Linked DNA regions of Mus musculus: regions 1 and 2 are each linked to region 3. Evidence: chromatin contacts called from public ChIA-PET and promoter capture Hi-C data. All regions are on one chromosome and are shown on one strand. The core of a region is the stretch at or near the end of the contact, and the rest is flanking DNA. Distances in the headings are between cores, read along the strand shown.

Evidence for each region. Promoter capture Hi-C pulls out the DNA fragments that hold promoters and counts their contacts. ChIA-PET counts read pairs in DNA pulled down with a chosen protein or histone mark.
Region 1: a promoter capture Hi-C map of stem cell-derived epiblast-like cells shows a contact between it and region 3, with 2.1 times the contacts expected there. The contact joins the promoter of Srsf12 here to the promoter of Ankrd6 in region 3. A contact is called at or near these places in 5 of 39 promoter capture datasets (cranial neural crest, embryonic stem cells, hippocampal neurons and 2 more), 5 of 484 Hi-C or Micro-C datasets (the N1E-115 cell line and embryonic stem cells), 2 of 115 datasets of contacts at active chromatin or transcription factors (memory CD8 T cells and pro-B cells) and 2 of 9 other capture datasets (adipose tissue and embryonic stem cells).
Region 2: a contact with region 3 is called in an RNA polymerase II ChIA-PET map of memory CD8 T cells, with 61 read pairs. The contact joins the promoter of Pnrc1 here to the promoter of Ankrd6 in region 3. A contact is called at or near these places in 2 of 39 promoter capture datasets (embryonic stem cells and hippocampal neurons) and 6 of 115 datasets of contacts at active chromatin or transcription factors (bone marrow-derived macrophages, embryonic stem cells and memory CD8 T cells).

Annotation. Positions count from the first base shown.
Region 1 is chr4:33,207,828-33,210,527 of GRCm38.p6, forward strand. It overlaps Srsf12 (serine and arginine-rich splicing factor 12), which reads left to right and starts at 1,445. Exons shown (of 5, transcript NM_001372518.1): 1 at 1,445-1,543. The coding sequence starts at 1,479.
Region 2 is chr4:33,247,428-33,250,127 of GRCm38.p6, forward strand. It overlaps Pnrc1 (proline-rich nuclear receptor coactivator 1), which reads right to left and starts at 1,360. Exons shown (of 2, transcript NM_001033225.2): 1 at 521-1,360. The coding sequence starts at 970.
Region 3 is chr4:32,949,427-32,952,126 of GRCm38.p6, forward strand. It overlaps Ankrd6 (ankyrin repeat domain 6), which reads right to left and starts at 1,400. Exons shown (of 16, transcript NM_001012451.1): 1 at 1,321-1,400.

The DNA of each region.
Region 1 (2,700 bases), core at 195-2,694, 260 kb after region 3:
CTTATGTACTGAGCCTTCATCACAGTCACTAGGATCATTGCACTCCTTCATACACCTCTGAACTCTGTACAGCATCGCCTGCTGCTTTGAAGAGATGATTCAACAAAGCAGTACTTTTGGTTATAAAGCCTACAACTTTGGATGAATATGATTTAAAAAAAAAAATCTAGGACACGGAGGGCTTTTAGTCTGGACCCTCAAGAGTACCAGAAAAAAACATCGAAAAAGCAATAACACATAGCTATATTAGTTACTGAACATGGTTGCTTAAGACACCGGCCAAGCTTAATGCAGTATTCCTTTTGTCAAACTATTATTTTTATTGTATGTGTAAGTGTTTTGCCTACTTGTGTGCCTTGCATCCCACTGAGGCCAGAAGAGGGTGTTGGACACCCTGGAACTGTAAGCCACCACGTGGACACTGGGAGAGGAACCCGGCCGGGTCCACTGCAAGAGCAGCAAGCGCTCTTGACTGCTGAACCTTCTCTCCAGCCCCCACCTCGAAGCTACCCCGGTGTAATATCATTTAGTCATCTGCACTTGAAAATGTTCCTGCCTCAGGCTCTCCTACAGGAAGCTGTTGTACTAAAAGAAGTACTTAGCTGCTTCAAAACAGATCTAGAAATTGTAAGAGTAGATCTATGCGCTATCAGTAATGACAGGTCTCAGTTGGCTGGCCTCCAGCTCCTCTATAGTAGATAACTTTTGACCTCCCTGCCATCACTCCTCACCGTCCTCCCCCCCCCCCCCCCCATGCCCTGGGATGACAGGTTCTGCCATAGTCTCTGCTCAGGTACTGGAACAGCGTGCATCCTGCAGGCTAGACAATCACTCTTCCATTGAGTTACATCCCTAGTCTTTTCAAGATAAGTTTCATTAAACCACCAAATGCGTGGCATTATTACACCAGCTCCACTAACCAATACACAGTACTCTCAATTTTCCTAGCATTAAACCCAGCCTGATGTGGAGCCCACTACAAAAGGAATTCTAGGCCTGAGTAAACAAGCAAACAAAAGACCCCAGCCTGCTCTCCCGTCTGGGTTTCTTTGATGCTTACCCTGTTTATTGCCTCGAGGCCTTTTTGCTTAAGCTGCAGTACTGCAGCAGTTCCCCCCACCCCCACCCCCACGCCCGTGTTCAGTCTTTCTTCCCTGAGGGTCGAGTTGATCTCTTTAGGGAAAGGCTGTGGCTAAGCTTGCATGCCCACAAGTGGCTCCCTGACCCTGCACATGGCTCTTTCGAAGCCCTGTCATGAGATCTTTTTCTGGGGCTGTTTGGGAGAGGCAGGTCTCCCTTGGAGCACCTAGCTGGCCTGCAGCGATGGGGGATCGGATCTATTCCCTAGAGGCCCGGGCAGTGGCAAGGTCTGTGCTCGCGCGGCCGCGCAGGCCCCGCGCCCCCCGCCCGCGTCTGCGGCTGCGCGGCCGGCCCGGGAGGGGGCGCGGCGGGCTGCTGGGAGCGGGGCCGCGAGAGGCATGTCTCGCTACACCAGGCCCCCCAACACCTCCCTGTTCGTCAGGAACGTCGCAGACGCCACCAGGTGAGTGGAGACCGGACCCCGCGGGGGCACGGGCCGGGGCGCCGGGTTGTCGGGGTACGGGGTGGGCAGTGGGGGGCTGTCTGGATGACGATGCCGCCCGGGTACCCCGGGTGCCGAGCTGCAAGCTGTTGGGGTGCCATTTGGGCGTCAGGGTACCGGTCTTGTGTTGGGGCACTGGCCGGGTGTTGGGAATGCTGGCCAGGTGTCGTAGGGGTGCCACTGCGGGCTGTCGGAGTATCTGGGTTTTGGGGTGTGGGCGAGGTGTTGGGGTGCGGTCGTGATGTCAGGTGTTGGCCCGGCGTCAAGGTGCGGGCTGGGTGGCTCCGGCTGTGGTGGCAGTGCTGGCCCTGGCTCTGGTGGCACTGCGCTCTGCAGGCGCCGCCCACTAACCTTCCGGAGGAACTGGGGCTGTCTCCTCCCCAGGATGCACACCTTAGGCCTTGCAATTTCCTCTGCACTGTTCAGACAGTGATTATGGCCCACATTTAATATACAAAAGACTAGTCAGTTCGATTTCTATGGTTTTCTTTGAGTCCTGGGAACAGTCTTAGGCTTCATTATGGTGCAGGAAGTCTTTATTTCCTCCATCCCTCTTTGAAAATTCTGTCCAGATGGTTGCCAGGCATAGAGCTGAAGAAATGCCCTTTTTTCAGACTAGCGCACCTTTTCCTTTAATAGGAGCCGGAGAGAGAATGGGAGGCGTGACACTAATAGACACCTTCATCTTTCATTGGAATTACTTAATCCCCCGTTCTAGTTCTGCCATCTTGGCCACCTATGGAAAAGTTGAAGTTCAAGGGTTTTAAGGAGTTACCTGGACCTAAACAGGCACAAATGTACGCAGCTCTTCAGTTGTTAGTTATCTGAAGTAATCATAATGTATGTTTTGTTTTGTTTTTGTTTTTGTTTTTGTTTTGTTTTGTTTTGTGAGAGAGAGAGAGAGAGAGAGAGAGTAGTATCTAGTCTAGGCTGACCTTGTACTTCTGATCCTGTTACCTTGGCCTCCCTCCCAAGTCCTGGCATTGCAGGTGACCCCCACCACCAAGCTGGGGATTTACTTTTAGGAGAATTAAGAACTTTAAATTTAATCACTGTAAATATTTATGTCACTACTGTAGACTGTGAGTTAATAGAATTTTAAAAGATTCCTGGGTTTT
Region 2 (2,700 bases), core at 110-2,609, 300 kb after region 3:
CCATTTTATAACTTCTAAAAACTCATTCAGGGCGCTGCTTAGAAGCCCCCTCCAGCGAGGCAAGCTCGTGCCGGCCTGCACAGGGCCCGGGACACCTTCGCGTCGGGCATCAGACGGAGACTCCTGCCAACTTCCCAACAGCAGTCCGACTCAGCGGATCTGGCTGTGCGTGGGTCCCGCCCGCCCGGTGCCCCACTGGGCACCGCGCCTGCGCCTGCGCCTCCGCCCCCACCCAGCACCGCCTTCATGAGCGCCCCAGAGCGCTGCACGTAGCGGGCTGACGTCAGCCCTCCGCAGGTCCCTGAGCCCCGAACGCCGAAACCCCCTGGAGCGCCGCCAAGCTTCTAAATGCAGGCTGTTGCTGGGCCGTAGCCGCCGCTCCCATTGGCTGGCTCCGGAGCCAATGGGCGGCGCCAGCGCAGCCGCCCAGCCCCCCTCCCGCTTCCGCCCCACCACTCGAGCGAGCGTCACGGAAACTTCCCTCCCGAGTAAACAGCCGCCCCGCCCCCACCGGCCCTACCTCCTTCGCGAGTGGGGGCTGTCTGTGGAGCAGGGCAGTGGCCGCCAGACCTCGCTCCTCCTGCGCGACGATTGGCCCCGGCGCCGGGCTGCGACCACCCTCCAGGCTCGGCCGGTGCTGCTGGAACTGGTGGAAGCGGCTGGGCAGCTGCCCGGCCGGGCTGGCCCGCACCTTTTTCTTCCGCCGCTTCTTGGGCGCCGCCCGCGGGGCAGCCGCCGGGGCCAAGGTGCAGCCGGACGGCGCGGTGGTGCGAGGCGCGGGCGCCAGGCACGGCCCGTCCCCCCCGAGGAAGTGCGGCAGGAAGAGGGTGGGTGGCAGCGCGCGCGGGTCCGGAAGGCGCGGCAAGGGCGGCGGGGCCGGGTTCACCATCGGGAGGGCCCCGAGGAACCCGAGCGGCGCTAAGCGGCCGCTCAGAGCGAGATCTCGCTGTGGGACGGAGACGACGGTCATGGCGCGGGGACTCGGCAGAAAGGCGGGGAGCAGGAGTCACGGGGCGGCGGCGGAGGCTGCTGCTGGAAGGTTCGGAGCAAGGACCATGACTCGGGCGAGGCGGCGCAGCAACAAATAGCGCTGGCCACCGCGGCCAGTGTTGTTACCCGAGGCCCCGCCCCGTGCCCGCCCACCTCCCTGCGGCGGCCCAATCCGCGTGCGCCTGCCAGGCCACTCCCTCGGTCCCGCCTCCGCGCCCCGAGGCAAGACACAAACAAGCAGCCTGCTGCAGCCCTTCACAAAGAGCGCACGTTGCGCAGGCGCGCCCAACGGGCTCTTACCGAGAGTGTCCCGTGAACAATGAAGTTCGACTTCTGCCTCACCTCCCTGGCAGCGATCCTTTGGGGTAGCCTGGGGGTGGGGCAGGGGAGGAGGAGGAGAGAGGCGGTGGAGGAACTAGGAAGCTTCTGACCTCCAGAAAGGACTGCTTTGTAGGTTTTCGATTTCAGCCCTACATAAAAATTTTAAGAGATTTCGGAGAACACTAAGGATTTATTTCACTAAGGATTTACAGCACTGGTGAAGATCTGCCTCCATTTAACCTACAGTGAAATTTGGCTATGTGGTTTCTCATTCGGTTTTCCGACGCTGCCAATTAACCCTGGTGGTGAAAATAAAAAAGGGTTTACTGAAGGATTCTTCAGCTCATCAGAAGTACTCTATAATGCCGAAAATGGGCCTTTAATTTTTTACTGCCTTTATAGCTAAAGATCTCTGGGAGTCTCTTGAGATCTCACATTGCCCCTGAAACTTGATGCTGCTGCCAACCAATTGGCCTTTGTCCCACCCAGAGAAAACAGCTCTGCTACAGTTGCTAGCTAACTGGGTTAACAGAATTCTCTACTCACAGTTTAATACAGAAAAGAACTGTAGACACCAGTTACCAAATAGGACCTCAGAACCAATTTCTGTAATTCATCTTGTTTGAAACATACTTCTTTAATGATTGGGGCTTTATTTATTTAGTTTCCTCTTTTTTCTTTCTTCGAGATGGCGTTACTCTTTGTGTAGCCCAGGCTGTACTCTGTACTCGATCTGTAGACCAGGCTGGCCTCGAACACAGAGATACACCAGTCTCTGCCTCCCTAGTGCTGGGATTAAAGGCCCATGTCACCATTGTCCAATAATTTTTTTTTAATCATTTTACAGTAAGGCATACAAGAGACTAAAGAATTAGACACAAATCATTAAAAAATTAACAGAAGAATCTGAACTCTGGTCTAGGTATGGCAAGGTCAAGACCTGTAACACTAGCTCCTGGAGAGGCAGAAGTAGAGGATGGGAAATTTCTAGTGTAGGGAATTTAATGAGACTCTGCCTCATAATAAAAAGAGCAGGGCATCTAGATGGATCAGTGAGTAATTAAAATGCTTGCTATATAAGCCTAGCAGCCTGAGTCCCATCCCTGTAAGCCACCTAAAAATGAAAGACAGCCAAAACCACAAAGTGGCCCTCTGACTTCCAAACACATTCTGCCGCAAACCTGCTTCCACTACACACACACACACACACACACACACACATAGACACACACACACTGTGAGGAGAACAGAAGATGGGAATGAGCTAGGAGGTTAGAGGCAGGGAATAGTTCCATTGTCTTTGGCCAGCAGTAGGGAATGTCTTTGTTCTCAGGCTAGAGATCCCAGAAGGGAGCCCTGACATCTTACTTCTTTCTACACAGCCACTCC
Region 3 (2,700 bases), core at 150-2,649:
GAACTGGAGTTGCAGATATTTGTGAAGTTGTGGGCTGCCACGTGGGTGCTGAGAACTGGCCCTGGGTCCCCTGGAAGAGATGCCAATGCTCTTAACTGCTGAGCCATCTCTCCAGCCCCTTGGGCTAGCATTTTTATTGTGATGGTTTTGATTTTAAAAATCAGCTTTGGTTAGACTTCTCAACAATTTATAACTAACTGTTGTCTGGTGTCCAATTTTCCCTCATTTTTTTTCTCAGACTGCTCCTTCCCTCAAGCTGAGAGGGCAGAAACCCCTCCTAATTGTAATATGAATTCCTAGTTTATTTATGTTGTGTGTGTGTGTATGAACCTCAGCCCATGAAGAGGTCAGAGGACACCACGACTGGTGAGAGAGTCAGTTCCACCTTGTCACACCTTCTGCGAATCAAACTCCAATTGTCTGGTGGCAAGAGTCTGCCAGATGAGCCATCCTCTGGCCATTGTATTCTCAGGATAAAACAAAACAAAACTTACTCACCATATGCTAAGTATACAATCAGGGTAACAAAGGAAGTTAATTATCCCAACTACTCACGTAACAGATATTTTAAAGATGAGAAACCGTTAGTCAGTATCAATCTGAACACTTGGGACAACCTCGCACCTGGGTGTGATTGGTCACTGTCCAAGTTCTTTCCATTACATTCAATCAGTATCAATTTAATACACATGGCTACCACCAGCCAAGAGCCTCGCCTCACAGGAACGATGCCCGCCATAAAGCCTGATGTCAACTTCAAGGTTATGTATGATGCTTTCAGTTCACAGCTCTAACTATTAAGGCTTGAAGACGTGGGTTTTCCAGTCGCACACCTAACTGGTGGTTTCACAACTCAGTCTCATGCCATCAAAGTGGTAAACACACACACACACCTTACCACCACGTGAATTCTCTCAATGCACTTCGGGGGAAACGTTCTTGGCCAGCTTCACAAAGTACAACTCCTTTTGGATCAGCCATAATGATCCCCCTTCTCTCCAGCTCCCCAAATCTACAGGAAGCGATACATTTCAATGCCCTAGGCAAGTAAGAGAATCCTGAGCCCGAAAGGCGGCGCACAAGGCCCTAAGGCCCCGCGGGACCAGCCGTGCTCCAAACGACCGTGGGAACTGCCCTTGCCCTGGGCTGCGGAAGAGTTTGCAGGGCAAGCACTTCCCCACACGCGCGACGTCGAGAGCGCCCGGAGCCAGACGGCCACTAAGGAGCGCGCCCCTGCCAGCGACGCCCCCTCCCAGTGTCCCCATGAGCGCTCCTGGAGGATTACTAGCACTCGCAGGAGCCGGCGACTATGCCCAGTACCTTTCGCTCCCGCGCCGGCCGGCCGCTCCGCACGGAGCTCGCGGGCCGCTGCGCTCCTTGCCCGCAGCCGCTCGCCCCACGCTCCACCGCGCGTGGCCTGGATGCCTGAGGGCCCCGCCGGCCCCGCCCCATACTCCACGCCACGCCCCTCGGGCCACGCCCCACCCGGCTGTCCGCAGGGCTACAGCGCCCCGCAGCGGCCGCTGGTCATTGCACACGATCCTCCCGAACCGCACATCCCGGAGGTGCGGGGTGGCTCCCACTGGGACCCACGAGCAGCGGGAGGACACCCGCGCTGAGGGCTGTTTCCTCAGCGGCATCGGGCACCAGGCGCACCAATTGGATGGACTGAGCGGAGAACCCTCCAGCCCTCCACCTGTGGCCGGCTTTCTGGAGCCGATGGAAACCGAGGAAGCTGCTGCAAAGAGAGGGTCGGGCATCCTCTCTCCCGCTGCTGCCTGGTGAAGGACCAGCAGGGACATCAGTCCTCACCCGCGGGTTCCAAGTACGCCTTACATACTGTTGTCTTGACTGTTTTTGTCTCTCACTGCCACAGCTACTTTTTCAGTACCTAAAAGAGCTCCCCGGGCAGCATAAACTAGGGGGTTACACTCCAACAAATGTCTGCAACATCTGGCCTATGTGAGCCTGCCTCAAGAAGAAAAGAAAAAGAACAACTTACTGAGCGATTTAGGAGTGTGGTAAGCCTGGAGCCTAATGTAAACAAAAGGTTACTTCAAAGAATGTGTTTATTTCAAATTCATAGCAGTCCCAATGACCAGGCTCAGATAATCAATGCTATTTCCAGCCTTATATGAATGCCATTCTACTCAAGAAAAATCTCATGGGGTTGGCTGCTCAGGACTTAGTGGGTAAAGTGCGCTCTGATGAAGCATGAGAACCCAAATTCAAATCCCTCAGCACCGATATACATATAAATGCAAGCAAGAAAGTTAACACACATACATGCACACATGCAGGCATGCATGCGCGCGCATGTGCATGCTCTCTCTCTCTCTCTCACGCACGCGCACACGCACACGCGCACACGCACACACACACACACACGATCTGATGACAAATGAGTGATGGAACCTTTTGCTCACAGAGGTGGAGAGGTCAGCAGGTAGAACGGTGAACATGACGCTTCGATCTTACCTGAGGCTGGTGATAAATTTACGGTGAAGCGATTTTTTTTTTTCACACCCTCTCTGGAATATAGCTGGGTTTCAAGGAGAGAACCTCCTTTTCCTTAGAGTATCTGTTTCCTTTTGCCTCCTGAAAGCTTCAAACAGGAGACACTCCAAAACCCCCTCCCCGCCCACCCTAGAAGAGAGTTAAGCACTTGATCCTCCGAAACTATTTGGGAATGCTCCCCCA